Linked DNA regions of Mus musculus: region 1 is linked to region 2. The links are chromatin contacts, called in public Hi-C maps. All regions are on one chromosome and are shown on one strand. Each heading gives the region's core, a stretch centred on a gene start, on an enhancer-like site or on the middle of the called end of the contact. The rest is flanking DNA. Distances are from core to core; before and after follow the strand shown. Region 1 has its middle 27 kb from the start of Rtp1. Region 2 overlaps St6gal1 (beta galactoside alpha 2,6 sialyltransferase 1).

What was found. A called contact is a pair of places that touch in the nucleus more often than the background predicts.
Region 1: a contact with region 2 is called in a Hi-C map of uterus, with 3 times the contacts expected there. The contact joins two enhancer-like sites. A contact is called at or near these places in 2 of 15 datasets of contacts at CTCF or cohesin (the NIH/3T3 cell line and pro-B cells), 29 of 484 Hi-C or Micro-C datasets (the AML12 cell line, CD4 T cells, CD8 T cells and 21 more) and 7 of 115 datasets of contacts at active chromatin or transcription factors (astrocytes, bone marrow-derived dendritic cells, embryonic stem cells and 2 more).

What each region holds. Positions count from the first base shown.
Region 1 is chr16:23,400,350-23,403,286 of GRCm38.p6, forward strand. No RefSeq gene overlaps it. Among named protein-coding and RNA genes, the nearest start is that of Rtp1, 27 kb to the right of the region's middle. Within about 2 kb of position 1,337, at least 31 of the 459 cell types and tissues checked have an H3K27ac peak or open chromatin away from gene starts, as enhancers often do. A contact at or near this core is called in Sertoli cells and uterus, where this site is marked.
Region 2 is chr16:23,239,448-23,242,267 of GRCm38.p6, forward strand. All of the region lies in intron 1 of St6gal1 (beta galactoside alpha 2,6 sialyltransferase 1), which reads left to right. Among named protein-coding and RNA genes, the nearest start is that of BC106179, 15 kb to the left of the region's middle. Within about 2 kb of position 1,469, at least 153 of the 459 cell types and tissues checked have an H3K27ac peak or open chromatin away from gene starts, as enhancers often do. A contact at or near this core is called in Sertoli cells and uterus, where this site is marked.

The DNA.
Region 1 (2,937 bases), core at 87-2,586, 160 kb after region 2:
GTGGTTGTGCATAGACAGATAAGATGCTAGAGAAGGAGTGGAGAGCTCTGCATCTGGACCAATAGGCAAAAGGAAGTGAGTGGTAAGCCACCAGGCAGGCTTGAGCTTCTGAGACCTCAAAGTCCAGCCCTTAGTGATGCACTTCTTCCAACATGGCCACACCCACTCCAGCAAGGCCACACCTCCTATTAGCACAGTTCTCCGTGAGCCTATAGGAAGCTGTTTTCTTTCAAACCACCACGGCTATGTAAAATAGAAAATAAATTCAGTTAAACTACTAGTGCTAAGGAGTTGATATAACCTCTGACCCCAGATGAGTCCATGGTTTGACTAATGCCTCCAAGTTGGGAATGTAAAGGCCCTAGAACTTTGTATGCCTTAACCCAACTGACGCCATGATGGAAGCATCATTCAGGCTTTGGAACGCAGCCTGTAGGTAGCAACATCCACCAAAACAAAAACAAAGACCTAATCCATCAATGTCCATAGTTCTGGAAATGTCTCTAGATGTACTAACCTTGTTTTTCGGCATCTGTAGTTCTGCTTCTGGCTAGCTGTTCTTGTTGACTGAGGTGTGTCAGCCCAGTTTATGGCTTTTGTGCTTAAAAGCTCACCCTGAGAAAAGTTCAGGTCTGTACTTGGGTCCCAAACACCCAGTATAGTCGGTGGTTGGCTAATTCTGTTGTCTTGAACCTGTGCCCGAGTGGTCTTCCATGCCTCCTAACAGCCTGACAGAAACCAGGTTGGCCTTGAACTTAGTACATTGTCAAGGCTGGCCTTGTGCTCTTAATCCTCTGTCTTTGCCTCCTATGTGCTGTGATTATAAGTGTGTGCTGTCAAGCCCCAACCTCCAAAAAGACAATTTGGGCTCAGCTCAGGCTGAATTCCGACCCAGTAAGCACTTAGCATTCTTCAGAAACCTTGTAAAGTGAGTTTCTGTTAGCTAATACTTTTTCCTCTGCTACTACAGTCCCCCTCGGTCCCCCAAAATCCAGAGCCAGCATCTAGTCCTCTATTTACTCAAACAAGCCACCAACAGATCAGAGCCCTGTGCTAGATTCCAGCTGTTCCAGATAACTGCCCTCCCCCTCCTCCTCCTCCTCCTCCTCCTCCTCCTCCTCCTCCTCCTCCTCCTCCTCCTCCTCCCCTTCCCCCTCCTCCCCTTCTTCCTCTTCCACATAACACATAGTAACCAGCAAGAGTCTCCCACTATCTTCATGCTCTTCCCTACTCCTGCAGCCCTGGCAATAACCAGGCTGCTGCTCCCCCTTCCTGCTCTCTGTGCTACTCTCTCTGTCCCAGAAAGGCAGCCATTACTGACTCCCCCAGATGCCGCTGGCTGTTCTTTCCCTTATCTACAATACCACCTTCCCCCAGTAATGAATCAGTCACGTTGACAAGGTCTTCACTCTACAAGGTCTTCACTGTCCTCCTCAAATACCAACGCCCACAGGCGTTCTTCTTATTTCCTTAACCTCTTCTTTCCTTCTCCTAGTCTCACAAGGAAGCAAGCCATTACAGATTGTGGCTGCTGGGAAATCAAGGAGGAAGGGAGGTGGAGGTGTTTGTAGGTTTGCCAAATGAGAGTGAGTGAGAGTGGGAGAAAGCGCCAGGATTCTTTGTTCCCTCCACTTCCTGCACTGTCTCCCCCACTAAGAGTTAATTCAGGGGCAGGTTGGTCACCTGGCCAAGGATCTATCCCTCAGGAAGAATTGGCCCACCCTAAGCCAATAATTATCCCTTTACTGAGGCAAGGCATGTTTTCTTCCCAGACACCCCCCACCCCCACCCCACCCCAGCACGGTCTCCTTCACAGTGCAGCCATACAGCTCTATAAGTCTGAGTTACTCACACAAGCGTGACTTTGCTTTTCTTCTTCCTGCCCCCTCTCTAAGCATGCTTTTCCTAATGGTCTGGGCTTTACTTTTCTAATGCTTTGCTTCCTGCCAGGTGGTCGCTTGCCCTCCCTGTGTCTGAGCTCCATATCTGTTTAATTCAAACAGCATGGCTGTGCCCTTCTCCATTCTCCTCTGGGCAAGATTTCCAACTTGCTACCTTATGATTTTCCTTCTAAATTCTAATAAAATTGTCCTGACATTTTTATCTCATAAAGGTCCATGATTCACCAAAGAATGATACCCAGGACTCAAATAGTATATAAAAGCAAAGAGTGTTTTATTCTGCAGAAGTCCAGAATGCTGGAGTCTCCTGTTCCAATGTGGGGATGCCCATGTGAGTTTGCAGGCCCAATTTAAAGTACATCAGGGAGTCCCGGGGAGGTGTAGGTAGGTAACCTCTATCTCTTGGCTCTATCTCTGGGGACATTCCAGAACCATTGCTGGGGAAGTCTGAAAACTGTTCCCGAGGACATCTGGAAAGTGATGCTGACCGTGTCCTTACCTCAGGGCCAACGGCAGGGTAGCTTCTGAGGTCTGGACTTGCCCGGGTCTTGGAAACAGAAATTTAGGCCTAGTCTCCTGTTTGAAGCCAGCTTGAAGCCTGCCACGGAGTCAGCGTGTCTCAATCTGACTGTTTTTAAAATTCTTTTTATCAAAGAGACCAAGACCCACTAAAGGGGGCCCCAATTTCCCTTATTTTAGCAGCAGTGTTACAGTTTGATGTAAAAGATGTGAGTGTGAGAGAGACAGAAAAGACAGACAGACACCAGGAAATGCACACATGTTTATTAAAGAACAGTGTGAACGCCTTCTGATTATGAATCCTTCCCCTGCCAGGCTGTTGTCCGCCACCACCACCCGCCCCACCCAGCATGGATGGCATTCCTGGGGGAAATTTTAATTCTTTGAGTCCTTTGTTTGAATAGGGTGGTATATTTATAATGTGTGTGTGTGTGTGTGTGTGTGTGTGTGTGTGTGTGCGTGTGTGTGTTATATCTGGCAGCATGTTGTGAGGGTCTTCCATGCTGCTGCTTGCAGC
Region 2 (2,820 bases), core at 219-2,718:
GGATTAAAGGCATGCGCCACCACCGCCCAGCGTGTCATGAGTTTTTAAAGTTTAAATTAGGCTACAGATATTACAGGATGCATAAAGATAGAAGAGCCACATAGAGGGTTTGCTACTGTGGACACAGGCTTTGCCTTCCCGAAGGTGTACAACGGCTGAAGCACCCACAGGTAGGTGTCTGAGTGCTCCTAGCCACAGACTGGGTCCCTGAAGTGTTGAAATAAGTGACTTGGTCAAGAGGCACAACACTCTGCATCCTGATTCAGATAAGCAGCCCTGGCTTTCAGTGGGAGGCGGCAGAGAGGGCTTGGCAGGCACCTGTGTTGCCTGGCCTGGTGAGGGAGTCTTTCTCCTGTCTTCCAGCTTGCTGGGGAATGCCTGGGCTAGGGAGTTGGTCTGGATGGCTGTCAACAGCTCAGCGAGGGTGGAGGAGGGTGTCCAGACGTGTGTACTACAAGGAGGAATGTGAGAACTGCCAGGCAAGCAGTTCCCCTTCCATATCTGGGAAAGGCTGGTGGTCGGGAAAGAGACAGGCAGGATAGGGTTGGCAGGATGTGTGGTAGCAGTCTTCATTCTGTATGGGTACCTATGAGGACAAACTATATTCAGGAGGAAGGGCATCTAGCTCTCAGGCTGTTTTAATGTGGCCTGGAGTATCTTCCTTCTACTTTAGGAAGAATAGAGAGGGCCCTGGCATGGCCTGGAGGCTCAAAAGCCTTAGCATAGGGGAATGTGTGCCCACATGTGTAGGCATGGCCACACTACTGTAAATACCTAGTGCACCCCGTAGTGTTGAAGGGCTCCACCTGTCTGAATCCACCGATCTTTCAGCTTATGAGAGCCAGGCCTATGTCACCATGCTCAGTGGTAGACAGCCTTAGCCTTGCCCAAATGAGGCCCTGAAGCTGACAGAGAAAAGAGGATTTCTTTCATCTCTTGAACCGTAGTTATTTGTTAGAATGCGGTTTCTTGGATGGTTAGTATTGTGCACAGCTTCAAGCCCAGCACATGACTGAGCACTGGGGCGTCTCCTGGAATGAGCTCAGCAACCCTGGTGGTCATAGGCCACGCTTGGCCTCGACACATGCACAGCAGCCCTGCAGGGGAGGCCGGGAGAGCAGGTAGAGGGAGCCGTAGCCGTCTGGGGCAAGCACCACCTTGCAGCTGTGCTCGGCTCATGAAAGAGTCCTTTTTTCCTACCTGTCAATTACGACCTTCGGAGGGAGAGTCAAGCAGAAATGGAAGAGGAAGTGTGGTGTGGCTCTCCATGTGAACTATGCTGGGGAGCCAGGCTTGGAGCCTTGCTTGTCTGAGCCCCTTGGGAACCAAGTATATCAGAGTTTGTTCCAGATGGGAGAGGGAAGGAGGCAGCCTGCCAGCTCTGACAAATGCTGCTTGCTGTAGGGCTGGAGGCTGCTGGCCCAGGGCCTGAGCTGGAGGAGGCTAATGATAGTGTGAGGAATCAATCAATCCCCCAGATGAGGGAGGCTTCCTGCTAGAGGCATGTGGCTGCTTTTCTTTTCATCTTCACAATGAATGTCTTATTCTGGGCTGTCCATTTGGGAAAGGGAGGGAGCAGGCAAAGAGGAGCCCTGCAGCCTCGCCCAGGGCAGCACTCCTGCATTGGAAGCGTCTGTCCGTCCGCCCTACCCATGCCTTCAGGGACCGTCTTGGTGACTCAACAGGATGAGGCTGAGCAGTTTGCTGCTACCCAGTCACCTTTACAGTCTCCCTTCCTCAGGAAGCCCTTAGCTTTTGGGGGAAAGTCACATGCTTTCCAGCTAGGTGGACTTGGGTTTAAATTCTAGATGTGTTGTTTGTTGTTAACTCTTTGAACTTGGAGACTGAACTTCTCAGATGCTCATTTTGCGTCCTAGTCTGCAGTAATTCTTCCAACATCATAGCATTGACATGCATGCTTCAAGTAGAGCTGGACACATGACTGTGATCAACAAATAGCTGTTTCAAAGACCACAACTCAGTATCCAGAATCTACAAAGTACTGCAGAGAGAGGGGTGGTGGTGGTGGCAGAGACAGACACACGAGAGGTGGGGGGCAGAGACCCAGGAGACAACTGCCAATCTACAATAGGCTGAAGAAAAAGGAACAGGTAGATCTCAAAAGAAGAAACACAAATGGTCAGCAAATGTTTTAAAAAGTGTTCAACATCCCTAGTCATCAGGGGAATGATTTGAGATACTTACTGTCACATCCTAGTCAGAATGGCTGTCATCAATATATCTGATTACAAATGTTGGAGAGGATGTAGGGGAAGAGAAACCATTATCCATTGCTGTGCGAGTCCAAATTATACAGCCATGGTGCAAATAAATGGAGACTCCACAAATAAATAAATTTTAAAAAATTGCCGTAAATATTTAAAAAGAACCGCCAAGTTCCTACGCTCCATCCAACTACTCTCTGCCCACCAACTCTCTGGCAGGGCCGGAGCTCCCGAGTTCCCTTCGCTGCCATACCAGCCCCATGCAACGACCGTCTACCCCTCAGCCAGCGACCACAACACCCAGCAACCTGGTAGAAACAAAACTCTAGAAGTTTATAATTAAGTCAGATTTATATATCAATAAATTCTCAATTCACAAGATGCCCACACAATAATTTCAGAGCCAATCAATAATGATATAAGCTGCCCACCTAGATCAGACAAGTTATCCCAATTATTCCATTCCTATATGATATTCATAACTACCTGTGGCTATTTAAAACCATGTGAGATCAGGATCTTCTTCCTGTCTGTCCGCCTCCATCTTGGCTTCTTTTCTCTCCTCTCTGAGTCGTTCTCTGACCCTGCAACTCTT